Regions from separate parts of the Mus musculus genome. Here region 2 is linked to region 1. The links are chromatin contacts, called in public Hi-C maps. All regions are on one chromosome and are shown on one strand. The core of a region is the stretch at or near the end of the contact, and the rest is flanking DNA. Distances in the headings are between cores, read along the strand shown. Region 1 overlaps Bcl2 (B cell leukemia/lymphoma 2). Region 2 overlaps Bcl2 (B cell leukemia/lymphoma 2).

Region 1 (6,489 bases), core at 1,460-3,959:
GGGGAAAGGCCTGGGAGGGAGGGCTGATGGCCTCAACACTGATGGCCACCAACACAAACTTCTGTCTCCATCACTGCCTCTCATAAGTCTGTTGTGGCTTCCAATCCACGTCCTCTGCCTCCAGCCTTGGGCTCCACATTAAACAGTTGCTTCCTGTAGCCAGAATGAGCCATCTAGTTACAAACCCCTCACCTCCGTGCTGATTTTCTAAGATCAGATTCTTCACGTCCAGTGTCTAGGCTCTGGCCCAGGCCGCTGTTTCTCAGTTCCTTCTGCTTTTCAGCAAACACTTGCTCATTCAGAGACCCAGAAAAGACATTTTCAACACTAAGCTGAAGGAGTTCCTTGTCCCCTATGGCATAAATATCATCTATTTCCATGACTGTCTCATCCAACCATTAGCATTTGGGGCTGCGGGTTTTTATTTTATTTCTCTCTGGATCCCTGGTGGTCTGTCACCCACTAGCCATTTGACATACACACATTAGTGGAAGAAACTGATTTCTTTAATTATATAGCAAGACTTCCAAATCCAATCTAATGGGCATCTTTAAGAGAAAGAACATGTGAAGGCCAACTTGCTGGTCTTTGCAGTCACCTCCAGTTCCTTCCCATAGGAGGGGCTCAGCCAGCTCACAAGGGCACTGCACATCATCTACTCTCTGGTCAGCTTCTGTGCTGCATGGTTGCTAAGCATGATATCACTTCCTCCTTCATTCCCTGTGAACCTCTGCGAGGCAGGTATCCAGGGTAGCGTTTGACAACTTGCCCTCCATTGGGGACACCTGTAGTGTCTTACCCACACTGGAAAGACATACTTATAAGATTCTCTCTACAAATGCACAACAATCCAGGCCATTGAGGTCTTTGCTACATAAAACTAGGCTATTTCTGGACATTCAGGCAGACATATAGAAGCCTGGCGCTTCTGAATCTTAGGAGACATGCAAATCCAACATTGACTATTTGCTGATATTAAACTGTTGGGCTCAAGAGGATGCCAGTGAGAGAAGGGATAAAGATGACAGCAAGAACACAAGTCATCGATTGGTAGAGTCCGGAAGTGCTCCCTGAGGACAAGGAAGCCGTGATTGTTTTGACATCAGGTTTGGCTCTGAGCGGAAGCAGAAGCAGGCACTCACAAGGAAGTGGAGGCTTTTTTTCTACCTGAGTGAAGCATCTGGTGAGGAAGTGACTCCATTTCCTTCTTATCGTTTGGCTGAGCAGGATTTCCTCTGCAGCCACATGTGCTAACTGGGCCCTGAGGGTTCCCTCTGAAGAAAAGGCTAGCTTTGTCAGTGGCTTGCTTCCCTGTGACTTTGCTTCTTGAGCCTTCCCTATTCTCCCAAAATACTGAATTCAGGTCTGAGGGAAAAGGAAAGGAAAAAAACAGCGTGTGAACACCGAGCTGAAGTCCACACAGCTGCCTGGCCTCAGGCGGTAGAGGAACGCATTGGCGAGGCATGAGAAGTGCCACTCTTCTTCCTCAGAGTCGCCACTGCTCAGTCAATGCAACTCAATCTTGGAGAGGCTCTGGGCCTGGAAGGCAGGGCTCTTTGAAGCATAGGCCAAAGACATGCATACAAGGAAACCTAATCTAAGCATCATTTGGTTGTAACTTGAAACCTGCTGGACAAATGACAAGAGATGAAAAGCCCAAATACAAAAAACAATAAAACTGCCTGCAATGGGTTGGGCCAGAGAAGTTTGGAAGATATTTTGTTATGAAAATCTAGGTAGGATGCAAATGAACGGGTGGATCTCAGGAGCCAAAGAGGGCACAAGATGAGAAATGTGAAGACCACCTCATTTCTTGAGCAGAACAGTTTGAAAGTAACTTACAAAGGTATCTGTGAGGTACTAGAGATCATGCAGCCAAAAGGCTGGTCAAAGGATACCAGGTCCAAGGGTGTTCTCAGACATATCCAGTTGCTACAGGAGTCTCACACCCCAGACATGGCCAAAGCCCTGGGCAGGAACTTGAAGGGTTCCTTGGCTCACCCACCACTTGACTTGCCTGGGTGAGAAACGACCCGGGGAGAAGCACAGATACAAGCTTGTGATGTGCACCAGCTCTGCAGATGCTGCAGGAAGAACAACCCATCCAGCTGTGGTTCAGGTCCCTCATGCATGGGGAGGTATGAAAGGCACACATGGAAATGGGTATAGAGTTACAGCTATGTCCTTCCATTCACCAAGTTAATCACAAAAGAGACTGAAGGCTCCATCTGTACCCAGCCTTGGCATCTCATCGTCAGCCTGCTTGTTCATTTCGACACCAATCATGATTTTGTGGAAGGCACTAAGAAGACTTTAAATATGATTTGTCTCTATCGTATAGTTTTTTGGTAATATTCTAAAAATTCAGGGTAGCTTTCCACTCAAAGCTTTTGGTGCATGTAGGCCTACTGACCCTGCAGAGTCTTGGCCAGGAGACTTACAACATGCTGCAGGGCCTCAGTGGAAGGCACTGGTGCCAGTTGTCTTGTTAGTGTGCTAAGTTACCTGACTGGAACAGAGAATGGATTTCTTTGGACTCATGAGTTGGGGAATGCTGTCCATCATGACAGGGAAGCCATGGTGGCAGGAGTGTGAAGCTGCTTGCTAACAGGCTGGCAGAGCAAGAGGCAGAGCAAGGCACCGAGTGGGCTGGAGGCCCGTCTCCACTCCTGATAAGCCCTACCTCTTAAAGGTTCTACAACCTCCCAAAACAGCACCACCCACTGGAGACAAAATGCTCCAACAAATGAGTTTCTGTGGGCTGTTTTACATTTAAACCAGAGTAGCCTTTTTTAGGGTGTTTCACCCACTCTGCCCACTGTAGCCTGCGTCCTAGTGGCCCTGGAAAAGGCTCTCCATTTCCCTTTCTGCATTCAGCTTTGGCCAGAGCCCTTCCTGGAATGCGATCATTTCTAGCTTTGGATTTACAACATGTTATTATTTGGGGGAGAATATCAGTTTACGTTATTGTACTATTTAAGAAAGTATGATGTGCATGAATCTTACTACAATTAGGTCATAAAAAGATAGCTAGCCAAGCTGAAAAATAGGCAAAGACTTTGAATGGACTAAATGACCCTGATGTGACCAATAAGAACATGAAAATATACTTAATATTATAAGTTGTTAGGGAACTGCTGTGGAAACTATAGTGAGCTGGCACTTTAGAACTCCTAAGATGACTGTAATTCCTAAAATGGACAGTAACAAGTGTTGATGAGGGTGTAGAGTGTTGGAGCCTTAACACAGTGGCACTGGGAATATAAAAGGCAATAGCCACGGAAGGAAACAGTTTGATGGATCTTTAAATAGTGAGCTACTGCATGAACCAAGAGTTTAGTATATAATCAATATAATTGAAAGCATATGCTCATATAAAAACTGTACATGAATATTCACGTCAGCATTATTTGAAATAGCCAAAGAGAAGAAATAGTCCAGCTATCTGCTAACTGATCAATAGACAAAATATCCTGGGCCTACACACTGCAATATTATTTATCCATAAAGGAATGAGGCTCTGCTATGTACTATATGCTGGGTGAACCTTGAAGCAAAAGCTAAACATGAAAGGATTAACATAAAGGTTCAAGTGCAGCATAATTCCTTTTATAGGAAATGTCCCAAAGGGTACGTTTTAGAGACAGAAATCAGATGAATTGTTGTCAGGAGTTGGAGAGAGGGAGGACTATGGAATAACTGTCAATGTGTACAGAAGTCCTTTTAGATTGATAAAAAAAATGTGTTCTGGAATTAGTGTAATAGTTGTAACACCTTTTGAATATTCTAAAAAAAAATGAATTGCTCATAGCAAGTGGAATTTCCTGGCATGTGAACTATATTTAAAAACCTGTCTTTCTTACAATCCATGAGGGGGATAGTTAACAATTTTACACTCTATGCAATTGGACAGGGTGTCTGATTCTCTAGCTCTGCTCCCAGTGGTTTGTGGGCTAGGGAGATTCCTTTCATTCTGACTGTCTCCCCCAGTGTTATCCAAGCTAACTGTGGTAGGATGCTTCATTCAACAGACTTATTCTGGGTGAGGATTCAGGCCAGCTGAGCATTCTTCGATATGAGGTGAGAGGCTCAGATTTGTGCAGGCCTTACATTCCCTTCCTCTGCAAACTGTTGCACTACTTGGATATGCACAGTCAAGATCTTCTCTGTTTCTCATGCATCCTTGGGGATATGGCTTGGGATGTGCTGGTGCATGCCAGAATATATGTCAGTATAACGTTGCAGGCAGTAACCTCCAGACTCCTCTCAGAGTGGTCCATCTGCATTGCACTCTGCTTCCACAGGCCCCTGCTCCTCTCAGAGCTCCCTGGGCTCAGGCCCCTCTGCTAGGGCCTCTGACCTTTTGGTGTGGGAGAAGGCCCTGTCTCCAGTGATTCTCTGAGCTCTTCTCCAGCCTCCCCACACCCTATGTTTCTATAGGGGACCTAGTGTACCATTTCTTTGTTTTCAAGAGACGGGGTTTTACTATGTTAGGAGGTTGGTCTCAAGTCAGGTCAAGTGGTCCTTCCACCCCAGTACCCCAAGTAGCTGTGATCACAGGCATTCACTATTGTGCCTGGCCTTCATGCTAATTTTAATTATTGTGCCTCAGACTGGGAGAAAAGTGTGAAACTCTGCTTGTCCTGGGTGCCAGATGGGATTCTCCGTGCCTCATGTGCAGTTTAGCATTTTGATAGACCCACCACTGACTTTCCTGGGATCTGTGGCTACTGTGTGCTCACTCACCTCCTTGTCTCTTGGCATCATCCCACAAGCCCCAGTGTCTACCTTTGTATATGAGAGTGACCGCAAGCGCTGCTGATACTCCACAGAACCAGTGGCAGCTGGAAACACTCACCCTGTAGGTCATTTCTTGGGCCACACATGCAGTGTTCCACTGTACCCGCCATGGGGCCTGTGAACACGTGGCATGGCCTAGCATGTCACTGCAAGAGTTAATTCATGAAAATATGCCAAAAATGGGAACTGAAAGCGCATGCTTATGAAGTTCTGCAGCTTGGCCTAATCACTGTCATCAGTATACCGCTGCTGGGGAGAGAGGCAGGGACAAGAGGGGGCTCTTCACTGATTAAACAGGGAGGACCAGAGCTGGGAGCCAAATGTTTGATTTTTCACGTGTTTAAATCAGCAAGTGTTGACTGAGGATGGTGGGAGGAGGTACAAAGCACCCGAGTTTCCTAATGGGGATTTGCTGAAAATGAGTTCAACCCTGGGATGGGATACGTTCCAGTAAGGAGCTTAAAGGAGACGCTCTTCCCATAGGGGACATTTGCTAGGCACTGGCAGCTCCCAGCCATACCTGGCCTGCAAGTGTCTCTTAAGACTGGATGTCTCTTCTGGAAATTCCACACCATATTGGCTCCATAACGCTTTCATGGAAGACCTATAGCACCTGGAACATCTGTCCCAGACCAGCTGTGGCTTTCACAGGATGGGCTCTTCCTACAGGTTTTGGTCTAGGACAAATAAGTCTCACACTCTTCTGAAAGCCTAATAGCCCACTCCAAAGTATCCCTTAAGACATAACAAGTCTCAACCTACTCCCAGCCTCCTACTCTGCAGCCCAGGGAACCATTCATTCACTCTGTGACGGTCAAAATGACCAAGATGGCCCATCAATCCAGCCATCAGTAAAAAGAAGGGTGATTACGTCTTCTCTGTCTCAGTCAGGGGCTGATACACGGTGGTAAACTCAGTGTGTTCCATGTGGGTGCGCTCAGGAAAATCTGCTTTTGTTTTGTAGTTTATAATTTAGCTCAGTTCACCTGGAAAGACTCAGCATGAATAAAACCAGATGCATTTCAAGGCACACTGGCTGGCTCTCTGACAAACCTCTTCCTTCCTCAGATGGTCTTCCCGAGGCCAGAAAGGACAGCCCACTCTAACGCAAGGAAAATGCAATGTGTCTGTGGCTGACAACAGTTGTTAGTAATGGAGCGTGTGAATACTGGGCAGGGTCAAGGCTAGAGTTCTGGATTCAACCTCATTAACACAGGGATGAGATAGGCTGGTGTGGCCATTTACAGAGCAGTTCTTGGTCAGTGTGCAGTCTCTTGCCAAAACTAGATGGCTATATATGGAAAGAGGGAATGAAGGATAGAGGAAAGGGGAGGGGAGAAAGATGGGTGGGTGACCGAAATCTTCTCCATCTGCAGAACCTCTAGGGCATGTTGACAGCTGACTGACCTAAGGCCACTATCCTGCAGTGAAGTGAGTCTGCCTCTGCCATGGACATGAGCAAAGTCAGGAAACCACATGGGTCCACTCACTGTACAAAGCCCACCAGTGTGAGGGGTGCTCTTGGGTACTTACTAGAGTGACTGTTCCTGTCCTCTTGCATTTTATAGCATGAAGCCTACAGAAGGTCTGCATGTATTTGCTGATTAGACTACAATGAGAGTTGAGTCATGTCTCTGGGCCTATGTGCACCAGTGATTCCTCAGTCAGAGCTGAAAGTTCTTGAGCTGG
Region 2 (6,489 bases), core at 2,292-4,791, 97 kb after region 1:
TTCGATGGAAACCCACCTTCCTCTGAAGGAAGCTCCTCTGAGTAGAGTTGTGAATGCCAGTGTCAGCTTTTAAGAGTCTCATACTAGGGAAACGTCCAAAGGTTTGTGTTCTAAGTTAATACATGTATCCAAACTGTGGACCGAAGAGAAGGAACTGAGTATGGGGGTCCTGCTGTTGTTTGTCACACTGAGTATTGGATTTTGGCTAAAGTTCTTCAAGGAGGGTCACAGGTGTTGTCCTGGCAGTCTACAGCTAATGTGTGCTCCAGATCCCTGCAACACTGGTCTGAAAAGAACATAAAGAATGAGGTCTTCCAAAGGTCCAAGGGAATGTAGGCAGAGATAAAGTGTAAACAAAGTTACAGACACAGGCTCTGCCTATGCCTGGGTTGGGGCATCTGATAGAGCCCAGTGGTCCTGACCTAAAGGACAGATATGGGGTTATAAGCTTATTCCTAGCAAGGGCATGTGGAAGACAATACACAGAGGGAAGTGCCTGGCAGTTCACAGCATAATCTCTCCTTTACTGACCGAGGCCCCAAAGAACTGAATAGACCAGTACAGCTCAGCATTGGCCACTTTTCTGCAGCTTCTTGAATTATAGCCAGACCTTTGCTGTGGAATATGTGACCAGTCACCAATGAGAAGTAACAACAAAGCAGACTGCTCAGTGTAAACCATTATTTCTGACAGAAGAACAGAGCTTGGTCCATCATAGCTCAGAGACCCTCTTCCTCTTTTTGCAGGAACTAGCCTGTGTCCCAAAGCTCCAATGCTGTCACTACCCATACCTTACAGAACACACTCTTGAATGTTTCTAACTAGAAAGCCACGCCTGATTCATTCAAACTCGGCTCTTAAAATCAAACACGCAAACAAAAATTGAAATGGCTCAGTATGCAATCCTTAAAAGCTGAGAACATAAATTGGGAGGAGCCACTGCCAGCCTGGGTAGGAGAGTCTATAGCCCTCACCAGGGGCAGGCAACAATCAACAGTTCATACTAATCCCTCCAAAAGGAAGAAAATAATTTTCTACCTAGTTGACTCACAAATGTCACAATTAAAAGCCAATAACATTCTCATCAAAATTCCAACACGATTCTTTATAGAGTTAGAAAGAGCAATTTGCAAATTCATTTGAAACAACAACAAAAATCCAGGCTAGCTAAAACTATTCTCAACAATAAAAGAACTTTTGGAGGAATCACCATCCCTGACTTCAAGCTGTACTACAGAGCAATAGTGATGAAAACTGCATGGTACTGGTACAATGACAGGCAGAAAGATCAATGGAATAGAATTCAAGACCCAGAAATGAACCCACACACCAATGGTTACTTGATATTTGACAAAGGAGCTAAAACCATCCAGTGGGAAAATGACAGCATTTTCAACAAATGATGCTGGTTCAATTGGAGGTATCTTGTAGAAGAATGCAAAGGAACCCATCCTTATTTCCTTGTACAAAGCTCAAGTCCAAGTTGATCAAGGACCTCCACATAAATCCAGATACACTGAAACTAATAGAGAAAGTGGGGAAGAGCATCAAACACATTGGCATAGGGGAAATTTTCCTGAACACCAATGGCTTATGCTCTAAGATCAAGAATTGACAAATGGGGCCTCAAAAAATTGCTTCAGTAAGGCAAAAGACAGTCAATAGGACAAAATGGCAACCAATAGATTGGGAAAAGATCTTTACCAACCCTATATCTGATAGAGGGCTAATATCCAATATACACAAAGAACTTAAGAAGTTAGACTCCAGATAATCAAATAATCCTATTAAAAAATGGGTTACAGAGATAAACAAAGAATTTTCAACTGAGGAATATCGAATGGCTGAGAAGCACCTAAAGAAATGTTCAACATCCTTAGTCATCAGAGAAATGCAAATCAAAACAACCCTGAGATTCCACCTCACACCAGTCAGAATGGCTAAGATCAAAAGCTCAGGTGACAGCAGATGATGGTGAGGGTGTGGAGAAAAAGGAACACTCCTCCATTGTTGATGGAATTGCAAGCTGATACACCATTCTGGAAATCAGTCTGGTGGTTCCTCAGAAAATTGGACATATTACTACCTGAGGGCTCAGCTATACCACTCTTGGGCATATATCCAAAAGATTCTCCAACATATAACAACAACACATGCTCCATTATGTTCATAGCAGCCTTATTTATAATAGCCAGAAACTGCAAAGAACTCAGTTGTCCTTCAACAGAGGAATGGATACAGAAAATGTGGTACATATACAAAATGGAGTACTACTCAGCTATTAAAAACAATGACTTCATGAAATTCTTAGGCAAATGGCCGGAACTGGAAAATATCATCCTGAATGAGGTAATTCAATCACAAAAGAACACACATGGAATGCACTCTCTGATACGTGGATATTAGTCCCAAAGCTCGGAATACCCAAGATACAATTCACAGACCACATGATGCTCAAGAAGAAGGAAAACCAAAGTGTGGGTACTTCGGTTCTTCTTAGAAAGAGGAACAAAATACTAATGAGGGCAAATACGAAGACAAAGTGTAGAGCAGAGACTGAAGGAAAGGCCATCCAGAGACTGCCCCACCTTGGGATCCATCCCATATACAGTCACCAAACCCAGAGATTATTGTGGATGCCAAGAAGTGCTTACTAAAAGGAGCCTGATACAGCTGTCTCCTGAGAAACTCTGCCAAAGCCTGACAAATACAGAGGCAGATGCTCGCATCCAACTATTGAACTGGGCATGGGGTCCCTAATGGAGGAGTTAGAGAAAGGAATGAAGGAGCTGAAGGGGTTGCAACCCCATTGAAAGAACAACAATATCAACCAACCAGACCCCCAGAGCTTCCAGGGACTAATCCACCAACCAAGGAATACACATGGAGGGACCCATGGCTTCAGCCACATATGTAGCAGAGGATGGTCTTGTGGGGGCATCAATGGGAGGAGAGGCCCTTTGTTCTGTGAAGGCTTGATGCCCAGTGTAGGGGAATTCTAGGGAGGCGAGGTGGGGGTGGGCTAGGGAACACCCTCATAGAAGCAGGGGGAGGGGGGTGGCATAGGTGATTTCAGGGAGGGGGAGAACCAGGAAAGGGATAACATTTGAAATGTAAATAAAGAAAATTATCAAAAAAAAGTTAAAAAGCAATACCATTAACTTTTAAAAACTAAATTCTACCAAAAGTGGCAATGAAATAAACTAACCCTAATCAACTAATGTCCCAAACTCTACATTAAGGCAAGGAGGTGGCCTACTGGTTGGTTAATCAACAGACACACTCAATAGTCTCAGTTTCTTCAGATTTTAGTGTCTACAAAACTGCTTTCATTGTGTACAGGTTGAAAGCCAACCTTTTATCAGTCACCTCAACTCAAGTTACAAAATGACTTTGGTAAGATTTGCCCAGGTACATCACTTTATGGAGAAAAAAAAAGTGAAAGAAAAAAGAAATACACACAGGAAAGTGTGAGTCACTGAAGCACCACACAGGAAAAGGTGACAGACTCAACTCCGAACTCAACTAAGGCTCACATCTAACACCATACTTCAGAAATGCCAGCTGTCAAGCATTAGGGCACATAATCAAGGCTATGCCGGTCTGATTACAGTTGTGGGTGAGGCAGAAATGATTTGACCCAACCTACATAAGCCTGCCCTTGCCTGCGTATCTCCAACATGAGTCCCTATGGAACCAGCTTTCTCTACATCTATTAAAATCATGTACATGAGTATGTATGGATAACAGAATAGAAAAATGAGGTTCCAAGGAAACACGTGTGATCTTTTGGATGCTATGAGTCTACATCAAATGAAAAAACCTTGGCAAAAGAAGTAAGGTGTTTTTTTGGTTTTGTCTGTTTGGTTTTTAAAGTTACATTCATTCAATTTTAAAATTATACAACTTATTCCAAGACAAGCTATTTCTATTTTTGTGGCACATATTAAGTATTCCTTATTTACTAGTGAAAATAAATAATAACTTTGCAATTGAGCGAGGTAAGAAGTTATATCTCTATAGCTGTTCAAATTTTTATTTCTATATTCAATTTTTTTAAAAAAGGAGAGGGTTTTGAAATCTGGTAGTTTGCTTCCCACAATTTCAGTCACCTGATGCTAGAATCTCAGGAACAGACAAAGATTAGAGATCCATGTGGCTACTGCCTTTGTGTGATCAAATATTTTATAAGAGGACCAAGCCTCATTTCAGTTTGTAATACAGGAGGATTTCAATGTACCAATAAATGATGTTTCCAAATTCAGAGCTAGATAACTACACCACCATCTAACATCAAAGAAAATGAAGATTCTAAAGTACTATGCAAACAGAAATTATGTTGTCACTCCACAAATAGTACAAAGTGTTTTAACTAAAACTCAGACAGCATGCAGAGCCAATGCACCCAGCACTCAGTCATACTAACAAAGAACACAAACCTCAGTGATTTTCAAATTCAATATTTTACCCACAGCACTGATGGACAAATAGTGAGTTATTCTGCACTGAAAGTACCAATGTCAGAGGAGGGAACCATAGAGGTAAGGAAGATAACAGGCGCCATCCACAGTGAGGCTGCCTGTCAGGAGGGGGTGGGGTGGGAAATACAGAAACAAATGTGCTTGTGTTTTTAATGCATTATGCTCTGCATGGAGAAGGGAATAAGAAATGAGGTTACAGGGATTGGATTGGAGGGGAGTAAAGGAATGGAAGCCTTGGGAAGGCAATAGGGCAGAATAAGAGAGAAAAATCCATTTACCTTAAATGGAAGACAACACAGTCAACTGTTTGTGTGATAAGCAGTGGTGTCATGGTTTCATGATGAACTCCCAAAAGACACATTCAAGTGTCTGCTACCTGAGCACATGTTTGGATTCGGAAGCAAAGTTTTGAAGATATTAGGTACACTACAACATTCTAATTTAGTATGACTGAGTCCTTCCAGGAGGAGGAAAAGATTTCAAGGCTGTGACATAGGGCTGGGGGGTATGGATCCATTGGTAAAGAGTTTGCCATGCAAGTGTGTGAGTTCTGGTCCCCAGCACTACTGTATTCATTTGTAACTCTAGTGCTTGGGAGGTAGAAGACAAGAGGTCCCTGGGGCTGTGCAGCTCCTCGAGCCAAACAATGAGGTTCAGGTTAGTAAGAGACTGTGTCTCAAAATTAAGGTGAAGAACAATTGAGGGAAACACTTGACCTTGACCTCTGGCCTCCACATACATGTACACAGACATGCCAGTGAAACTACAACACACAGACATACACTCACACACACAAACTTTCTCTTTCTTTTCTTTTTTAATTTAAGAAGCCAGAGACCTGCAGGACAAGCAACTGGAATATCAAGGATGAATGGTCACCAGCAAGAGCTGGAAGAGGCATGGAAGAATCCTTTCTGGAGCCTTCGGCAAAGATGACCTTGCTCACTCTGGACTCTGGACTCCCAACCTGGAGATCAGGAGACCAAGCAACCTGCTGGTCTCTGCTGTGCACCCAGTGTACGGTACTTAGCAGCCCAGGGAGATGAGTGTGCAGGGTAGACTTGTGCCATTACAGAGATGAAGGTACTCACCCGAAGACCTATAAACAGCTATAGCAACATAAAGGCTATCTGAACGAAGTAGGCTTAAGAGAGGAGCCAGCCAGGTGATGCAGGGTAGTTAATTTTCATTAAAAGTCTTTCCAGTTGTTGTTTTAATCACACATAGGTGTTATTTAATGTTTTAAAAAGCATCCATAAAATCTTCCTGTGATATTTCCAGAAGGATACTGGCCTACTATCTCCACCATACCTAATTATACTGTGAGGATTGGCACTTACTTTCTTCTCCTGCTATCCTGGCCCCAGCTGTGCCTGTTCCTGTACCACGTATGTATCAGTTCCACACACCCCCTCCCTGTCTTCACAAAGAAAGCAGACAAGATGGGTAGCATCGACTGGGCCTCACAGCAGGCTAATGTTTGAGCACATGGATGTTACATGCCTGCTGGTTCTAACTCAAAATCAAATACAAATTATCTTGAGGCCATTCCTAGGTTTGTATCATGAGTGATTTTCTATACTGACTTTGATGACTAAGAATTGACTATAATGAACACAGAAAGGGAGAGGACTTATCAGTGAATTCCTTTAGTAGATTACAAATAGAAAACGTGGTCCAGCCAAAACTTCAAACATTTAACCATCTGTTATCAGAAAACCTCACAAAAATGCTTTCTTACAAACGGTTGCTCATCATGTTTATCAAATCCACAAAATGAGATTCTAAGTGATCGCCCACGGCATGGGTGAAGGGTCTTTATTGTGTAGTAGAAAGAGGCTGTGACTCTCCTGGCTGTCATTATGCCTCTAAGAAGAATGCCCACATTGAACTCGGCCACTCAGAAGGTTGTGACAAAATGTTGTCACCACCCATGGAGGCTTGCGCAGCCCTTGTGCAAGGGCGGCCTGCTACTGTCCCTAATATGACATGAAGAGAGAATCAACTT

The links. Hi-C and Micro-C count contacts between places; a contact is called where the count stands out from the background.
Region 2: a Hi-C map of CD8 T cells shows a contact between it and region 1, with 1.5 times the contacts expected there. The contact joins two enhancer-like sites. A contact is called at or near these places in 3 of 39 promoter capture datasets (the C10 cell line, the HPC-7 cell line and cranial neural crest), 8 of 484 Hi-C or Micro-C datasets (CD4 T cells, CD8 T cells, the MNK3 cell line and 5 more) and 2 of 115 datasets of contacts at active chromatin or transcription factors (CD8 T cells and bone marrow-derived dendritic cells).

The regions. Positions count from the first base shown.
Region 1 is chr1:106,548,077-106,554,565 of GRCm38.p6, forward strand. All of the region lies in intron 1 of Bcl2 (B cell leukemia/lymphoma 2), which reads right to left. Among named protein-coding and RNA genes, the nearest start is that of Mir3473f, 4.7 kb to the left of the region's middle. Within about 2 kb of position 2,710, at least 4 of the 459 cell types and tissues checked have an H3K27ac peak or open chromatin away from gene starts, as enhancers often do. A contact at or near this core is called in CD8 T cells and regulatory T cells, where this site is marked.
Region 2 is chr1:106,644,035-106,650,523 of GRCm38.p6, forward strand. The region is part of intron 1 of Bcl2 (B cell leukemia/lymphoma 2); the gene reads right to left. Among named protein-coding and RNA genes, the nearest start is that of Gm37053, 32 kb to the left of the region's middle. Within about 2 kb of position 3,542, at least 26 of the 459 cell types and tissues checked have an H3K27ac peak or open chromatin away from gene starts, as enhancers often do. A contact at or near this core is called in CD8 T cells and regulatory T cells, where this site is marked.